2 separate regions of the Mus musculus genome follow, and region 1 is linked to region 2. The links are chromatin contacts, called in public Hi-C maps. All regions are on one chromosome and are shown on one strand. The core of a region is the stretch at or near the end of the contact, and the rest is flanking DNA. Distances in the headings are between cores, read along the strand shown. Region 1 overlaps Jph3 (junctophilin 3). Region 2 has its middle 37 kb from the start of Zcchc14.

Region 1 (3,670 bases), core at 792-3,291, 84 kb before region 2:
GTGGGAGGCTGGCACAGTGGCCAAGAAGCACGTCCAGGCCCCAATGCAGACACACTAATGCGTGAGATCACTCTGGGGCCATCGAGACGGCACACTTGAGATGCAAGTGAACATTTCACTTCTGTCTTCGAAGGATCACTTTCTCTTCTGGAGGCGGGGTCTCACTAGGTACCCCAAGCCAGTGTGGAATTCACAATCCTCCTGCCTCAGCCTCCTGAACAGCTCCAAGAAACCTCACTGTGGATGTGCAAATACACTAAAACCCAATAAAGTCTGAAATCTAGGGCATTTTCATCACAGTATCACAGCTAGCCAGAGCGCTACAGTTCCCACACATCAGACATGGGACACTAATCTAGAAGCCACATCACATGGTCCACCTCACTTCTGGCTTTTTTCCCCTTAAACTTTTTTTTTTGGTTTTGTTTTTTGACACAGGGTTTCTCTGTGTAGCCCTGGCTGTCCTGGAACTCACTTTGTAGACCAGGTTGGCCTCGAACTCAGAAATCTGTCTGCCTCTGCCTCCCAAGTGCTGGGATTAAAGGCGTGCACCACCACTCCCGGCTTTTCCCCTTAAACTTAACACCACACTTTGGAATCTGTGTCACGTTCGTGGACTGGCAGAACTTCCTGGTTCTGCTCACTGAGTACCTCGAGCGGAATGTGGCCACGTGTCATTTCCTGCCCAACGGTGATCTGCTGATCACATTTGACTTTTGCATTTCAAATCTGTTTTGGGGATCCATTTCTAGAAATGTGACCTCCTAGCTAAGACCTGTGCCGTACTGGACATGATGAGAGCTCTCCTGGGAGACCTGTCCACGGCTCTCCTGCACAGCGGGTTGGGAGAGCTCACCCATCTCTCCCAGGCTGGCAAGCAGGGCAGTATCATCCCAACGTAGCTTTAATTGCATTTCTCTTTTTGTTTTGCCTTTTTATTATTTTTGAGGCAGGGTCTCGTGTAGCTTGGGCTGGCCTCCAGCTTAGTATGTAACCGAGGATGACCTGAACAAATGATCGTCAGTCTTCCTCCTAAGTGCTAGGCTGACAGTCATGTGTCACCATGCCTGTAGTTACAATAGTAACAATTATTATACATAATATATTACATAAATATTACTATAATTAATAACCATTATTTTAAAATTATTATACCTAATATATTTTATATAAATATTATAATAATTATTAATAATCATTTTTTAAAAGTCAACCCTGGGTACCAGATCATTTTAAAAATTTTAAAAATGTATTTTATGTCTATAAGTACACTGTGGCTGTCTTCAGACACACCAGAAGAGGGCATCAGATCCCATTACAGGTGGTTGCTGGGATTTGAACTCAGGACCTCCGGAATCCGAGCAGTCAGTGCTCTTAACCACTGAGCCATCCCTCCAGTCCTTAGCATCATCGTTAATAATGGGTGTTTGTCTATGTGTCTATGTGCACATACATGAAAGAGCCTATGGGGACCAGAAGAGGATGCTAGACCTCCTGGAGCTGTAGTTCCAAGTGTCTGCGTGCCACTCAACATGGATGCTGGAATCTGAACTCTGGTCCCTGTGACAGGGAGCCATCCCTCCAATGCCTCCACCCGGATTTACACAGTGCTGGAGACTGAACCCAGGGCTTAGTGCAGCGTAGTAAGCTGACTGTCTTGCAGGGTTCAGGTTGCTTTGCACATGTAAGCACGCACTCACTGGAGAGCTGTGTCTTAGCCCTTGCACTTTTGAACCAGAATCTTGCTTTGTGGAGAGGATCTTGCTGGTCTAAACTTTGCAGCCCTGCCTCAGCCTCCCAAGCGTTGAGTCTGTGAGAGCGCACAGTCGTGCTCCATGTAGTAAGGAATCAGCCCCTGACTGCACACCTGGAGCTCACCTCGGAGGTGTGAGGCAGAGTCCCACTTTCCTGTTCCCCAAACGGAGCCAGTCAATGAGCAGCACCGAGGTCTGCATCAGCTAAATGCCACCATCTGAAAGCCATGTTCCCAACGGCCTCTCTTTTCCCTGTGTTAGTGCCTCCTCCTGTGGTCACCTCTGTGGTAGCTGGAACGCCACCTCACCAACTCACCACCGCTGAGGGGAACACCAGGGCTGACTCTGGAGGTGGGGGTTAGAAAGCCAATTTTAGAAAACCAGGCAGTCCAACGAGAGAAGGGTACGGTTTTCCTGGCAGGAATGGCAGTTGGGTTCCCCTGTGGGCAGAGTTCTGCTCAGAATACTGTCATAACCTCAGGCCACCCCACATCACAAGTGGGGAAACAGTTGTTTATGAGGGGAAGCCGGGCTGAGGCTCATCTCCCTCCAGTGCTGAGTCTGCCCCGTCAGAGAGCTCTTGGCCAGTCAGAGAAAAGGCTCCACCCACACCATCCAGATTCTATGTGTGTGTGTTTGGGGGAGGGGGGTGGGGTGGGGGTGGGGAGGATAGAGAGGATGCATCTCGGTTGTCATGACAACCCCAGTGCTCTAGGAGCTCAGGAAAAGCAAAGGCAGGTCGATTTTTAAGCATTCTTTCACCCTCCTTCCGGCGCCTCCCCTCACCTTCAGGCCTCCTATCTATCTTTAGATCCAGCACCCCCTCTTTTCCCTCACCCTACAGCCCACCCCCGTGCCCAGGAATAGCAGGCCAACCACGCAAACTGTACGAGGAACAGCCTAGAGACCCACTGAACAGGGCAGCCTGGCCACCAGGCTGGGCTCAGGGTCTTTTCCCAGGGGTGGCCAGGCGGGCCCTAACCACAGGAGCCCAGGGGGACAGGTCAGACATGGGCTAACGTGTACACTGAGGCCCTCACACGTGTGGGCAGACACAGTAACCTGAAGCCTCTGCTTTGCCTTTTCAATGCCCATCTTAAATCCGATCTGGGGGCAACTCTGCTGTACTCGGTGAAAGGAGGAAGAGGGTGTCTGCAGGGGCCTCCTGACCCCACAACAGAGGGCATGTTCACAGGCAGAAACTCTGAACTGGGCATGATGAAGCAATACCAGAGGCACATAGGGAGGCCTCATCCATGGAGTCTCAAGCGTGGCTGCCTGGCCTCAGGGATGGACCAAGGGGATCGTGTATGACGACCCTGCTCTCCTCTACCCTGGGCCTCGACACTGGGCCTCGACACTGGGGTGGGGTGGGGTGTGTGTGTGTGTGTGTGTGTGTGTGTGTGTGTGTGTGCGTGCATGTCTGCTATGGCACTACCTGGCTACCAGAACCCAGATTTCCATGGGGCAGAGGGCAAAGAGGAAGTTGACCTCCTCCATCAGTGGGACCCCAGCAGCCCCCCAGGAGCTCAGTGGGACCAGGTGGAGCCTGGGCACCAAGGTGAGAGGTGGGGACCTGTCTGGGGGTCAAATGTACTCACAATGTCAGCTGGCTTACCTGTAAGACATGCCTTGCTGGGCACAGGCCTGACACCAATCCCGCCACCTCTGAAGCCCTTTCCTGCCAACCCTTCTGGAGTCCCCATCTCACCTTTATTTGTGTCCCGTGTGAGCAGGTCACACGGCAGCTGGATGCACCCCCATGAGCTAAAGGTAGGGGGGTTCAGGGCAGCACCACAAGCGCTGGTTAACTCAGTCAACAGATGAGAGCCACTCTCCCTGATGCTGTCTGCATGAGCAGCCTGGCAACCAAGGACAGGGGTGAGAGGTGGGGTTGGGGGAGAGCTCAGAGACCT
Region 2 (3,845 bases), core at 1,178-3,677:
CTGACACACATGCATCCCCACACAAAATAAGTAAGCGGGGGTAATGTTTTGAAAAGATAAATTATTCCCCAGCCAGAGGCACACATCTCACAGGGGTTTCCCCCAGAGTTCCATGCTTTTGTTTAGTTCTAAACTGTCCTGTGGTGTAGACCTTCCCTCCTGACCTTTGCTGGTTCCCTTCTTCTCTCTGCCACATCTCAGACCATGTTTCCACCCCTGAGTCCCCACCTCCAATCTATTCCAGAACCATCTCTCCTCCAAGATCGAGGGCCTGGTTCTGCCTTCCCACATGAACAGCAATGACCAAACACAAGATCCAGACTCAGTTCCAGCCTGGTGCCTCAGTCCTGCAAGCCCATTTCCTAGCTGGGCATATCTGTCTGCTGGCAAGTTGCAATTCAATAGAGCACAGCTGGCTGCCTGCAAGACAGTGCCTGCTGCAGGAAGGGTATACAGTTGAAGCTGACCCCAACAGGGCTCTGGGCCTCATGGCTCTGGTTGAATGGCTGGGGCAAGACTTTCGGCCTCTGAGCCTCTTGCAGAACACAGGATGCCTGGAAACCCTGGGTCTGAGGTAGCTGTCAGCCATTACCAGTTTTCTCAGTTTGGTCGGAGCTAAAAAATCCTTCTAGTGCCCATTATATGAAGCCAGAGATAATGGTGTCTTTGAACTTAGAGAAAACATTAGCTGTGTGCAGAACTGGGCTTGTGAAGGCTCACTGGTTCTGTACTCCTTGGCTGTCCAGAGAAGGACCTTGAGGCCCAGAGATACTGGCAGGATTATTCAGGGTAACACAGCGGGACCTGAAAACCTCCTGCAGGTCATGCCTTCAGAGTGTTGGTACAATAGTGACTACGGCAGCCTTACGCTGGGCTGACCTGCACACAGTGAGTCCCACTGTCCTGATGAGGCAGCAGGCTTGAGACCTGTCACTGTCTGTGGTTTTAGCCTGGGGTCTTCCCAGCGGTGGAAGCCTTTAGGGGCAGCTAAAGCAGGGAAGGTGAGGGACCTGAGAAGCCTTAGGTGACAGCCAGCCACAGAACCAGGCTCGCCAGCCTGCAGCTGCAGGAAGTGAGCTCTGCCGGCAGCCCTGGTAAACTGGAAAGCAGATGCTCTGACAGCCAAGTCTCCATGAACAGCAGACCCTGTACAAGCTGAGCTGGACCCTAAGAGGCACTGAGGTGATGGTTGTGTGTTGCTCTGGGTGGTTGCATTTGTGGGTACATTAGCAGCACACCTACCCCCCCCCCCAGCTCCTAGCGCATGAGCAAATGTCCTGTGGCTTTCTCCCTTACACACCCATCTACTCACAAGCACAGAGGGCATGCAGATGCCAGAGGCTGTGGGTTTCCCTTCACTGAGAGGATCCCTGCCTTCTAACATGACATTCGTGAGTCTTCTGCTTCTAGCCACTCTTGTTAGCAGGGTGTGATATGATTGTGGGGGGCGACCGCCTGTCTTCTTTTCTGAGGCTGGGTCACTGGTTCGCACAAACTGGATTGAATCTGAAAATTAACCCCCAGCTTCCTGGCCGGTTGTCTAAGGAATCTTGTGGGGTGAGGAGGCAGATCTGGGTTCTCCAGTCAGGCAGCAGGTCCTGCTCTTGTGGTGACTGCTGGGGGGTGGGGCGGGTCTTAGAGGTGAGCAGCCTGCCTGAGACCTCTGCCTCCTGTAGGCAGGTTTCCTTGCCATCAGAGACACACACTCTGAAGAACTGAGAAGCGACTTCTGGGGAAGTCGCCTTGCTGGGACCTCTGACAGCTTTAGCAGAGGGGAGGTTTTCCATGACTTAAGCTGGGGGAGGGGTTACTGTCTTTTCTGTCCTCAAATGGGGGATGGGAGAAGGTTAGTGGGTGAGGCAGATCATGCGGAGGGAGATGGGGAGGCTCTTTAATGAAGCAGAGAGCAGTTAGCAGCCATCTTGGTCCAACATACTGGTCTCATCCGGGTTTGCATGATCTCCTGTCCTTCCTGTTTGAGCAGCAGTTGCAGCTGCATGGGGCTTTGCTGACATGATAGTGCTTCACTGTCCCCATCAAGACACGATGACTGTGAATTTGCCTCTTCCCTCCCCCCTCCCCAGCCCCTCCCCCCCCAGACAGGGCCTCACTGTGTAGCCCTTGCTGGCCTGAAACTCACTATGTAGGCTGGGCTAGACTGACAGAGATCTACCTGCTTCTGCCTTCTGATTACAGGCGTGAGCCACCGCGCCTGGCTGAATTAGCCCCTTGTGTTTCCTGTGCTAAATTAGCCTAATTCAGTTCTAGACAGCTTCATGAATAGATTTAAACAAAGTCCAGCAGCTAACAGGTCCTTAATGCTGGAAGGTGGGGGTGGAGGGGTTCCACCCCAGGTCTCTCTGATGGTAACTATGAGCCCAGGCCTCCTGGGTAGAAATCTACCATCATCAAGGCCTCCACCAGTCCCTGGGAGCCTGGGGCTCCTCATAGCCCTGTTGCCATGGCAACAGCAGACAATGGTTTCTGTGGAGTTCGGTTCTAAAAATAATTTCTAGATCGGTCAGGGTGAGGTGGGCTCTGCTGGCAGGTTCTAATGCCACAACAGGGAAGGGGAAATGAGATCCTAGCCTGGGAGATTGGCTCAGGCTCTGCCCTGGCCGGCTGGGCCTTTTTATCCTGAAGCAGCTAGAGTTGGCTTTCAGGGATGCAGCTGGCAGATCAGAAGAGGCCGCCTGGAGCGCTGTGAGGGTGCACCAGCTCAACCTGGAGGCTGAATAAAATGCTGACCAGGTATTCTACAGGCCTCCTAAGGAGGACCTTTCTGTGGCTCAGCACAAGCTCCAGATGTCATAGGGCAACTGCAGAATCAGTTCGAGAGAGAGATGGGCAGAGCAGTCTAGTGCTCGGGATCTGAGAGGTGGGCAGAGCCCATCCCGTGCCCCTGAGAGGTGGGCAGAGCCGCTCCGTGCCTGGGTTCTGAGCGCGCAGGGAGGAAGCAGCTCAGAGAAAAGATGGAAAAAAGGTCTCTGGGTAGAGAACTTGCTCAACATGCACAACGTCCTGTGTTCCATCCCCAGCACCATACGGATGTGGGATGTGGTGGCACACCCTGCATCCTAGCACTGCGGGGGCGGGGGGCGGGGAGGGGGGGAAGGCCACAAGTTGAAGGTCATCCTCTAATAGACAGTTTGACCCCATCTAATAAATAAATAAATAAATAAATAAATAAATAAATAAAAAAGGCAAGAGATTAGAGAGGCGGCTCAGTGGTTAAGAGCACTAACTGTTCTTCCAAATGACCTGGGCTCAATTTGCAGCACCCACATGGTAATTCACAAATATCAGTAACTCCAATTCCAGGGGATCCAATGACCTCTTTTGGGCTCTGTGGGCACCAGGCATGAGTGTGGCACACAGATGTACATTCAGACAAAGCACACACACACACACACACACACACACACACACACACAAAGGCAAGCCCTGTGTTTTCCTCAGATACTTAGGGGAGGCCAATCACTGCTGGTCTTTACAGCTTGGTCTCTGCTTTGACAGCTGAGTGTAGCTACATGAGCCCTGACCTCTGAGAAGGTCAAATGTCAAGTGTCATAAGCGACTCATAACTGATCGCTGAGGAAGTCTCCATCCTCTCAAGGCTTTGTGTTTGTGTGTGTGTGTGTGTCTGTGTGTGTGTGTGTGTGTCTGTGTGTGTGTGTGTGTGTGTGTCTGTGTATGTGTGTGTGTCTGTCTTGAGAAGGGATTCTGACACTGCTGCTGTCACTTGGTTGTGAGCTTGGTGACAGCGCCCTTGTTAGCCCAAGCAGTCTGAAGACCCAGAAGGCAGAGATGACCTTGATGTGGGTGGGAGTGTACATGGCTGGCGG

The links. Hi-C and Micro-C count contacts between places; a contact is called where the count stands out from the background.
Region 1: a contact with region 2 is called in a Hi-C map of cerebral cortex, with 3 times the contacts expected there. The contact joins two enhancer-like sites. A contact is called at or near these places in 4 of 484 Hi-C or Micro-C datasets (cerebral cortex, palatal mesenchyme, peritoneal macrophages and 1 more), 1 of 115 datasets of contacts at active chromatin or transcription factors (embryonic stem cells) and 1 of 9 other capture datasets (embryonic stem cells).

What each region holds. Positions count from the first base shown.
Region 1 is chr8:121,770,337-121,774,006 of GRCm38.p6, reverse strand. All of the region lies in intron 2 of Jph3 (junctophilin 3), which reads right to left. Among named protein-coding and RNA genes, the nearest start is that of Jph3, 42 kb to the right of the region's middle. Within about 2 kb of position 2,041, at least 36 of the 459 cell types and tissues checked have an H3K27ac peak or open chromatin away from gene starts, as enhancers often do. A contact at or near this core is called in cerebral cortex, where this site is marked.
Region 2 is chr8:121,686,658-121,690,502 of GRCm38.p6, reverse strand. No RefSeq gene overlaps it. Among named protein-coding and RNA genes, the nearest start is that of Zcchc14, 37 kb to the right of the region's middle. Within about 2 kb of position 2,427, at least 66 of the 459 cell types and tissues checked have an H3K27ac peak or open chromatin away from gene starts, as enhancers often do. A contact at or near this core is called in cerebral cortex, where this site is marked.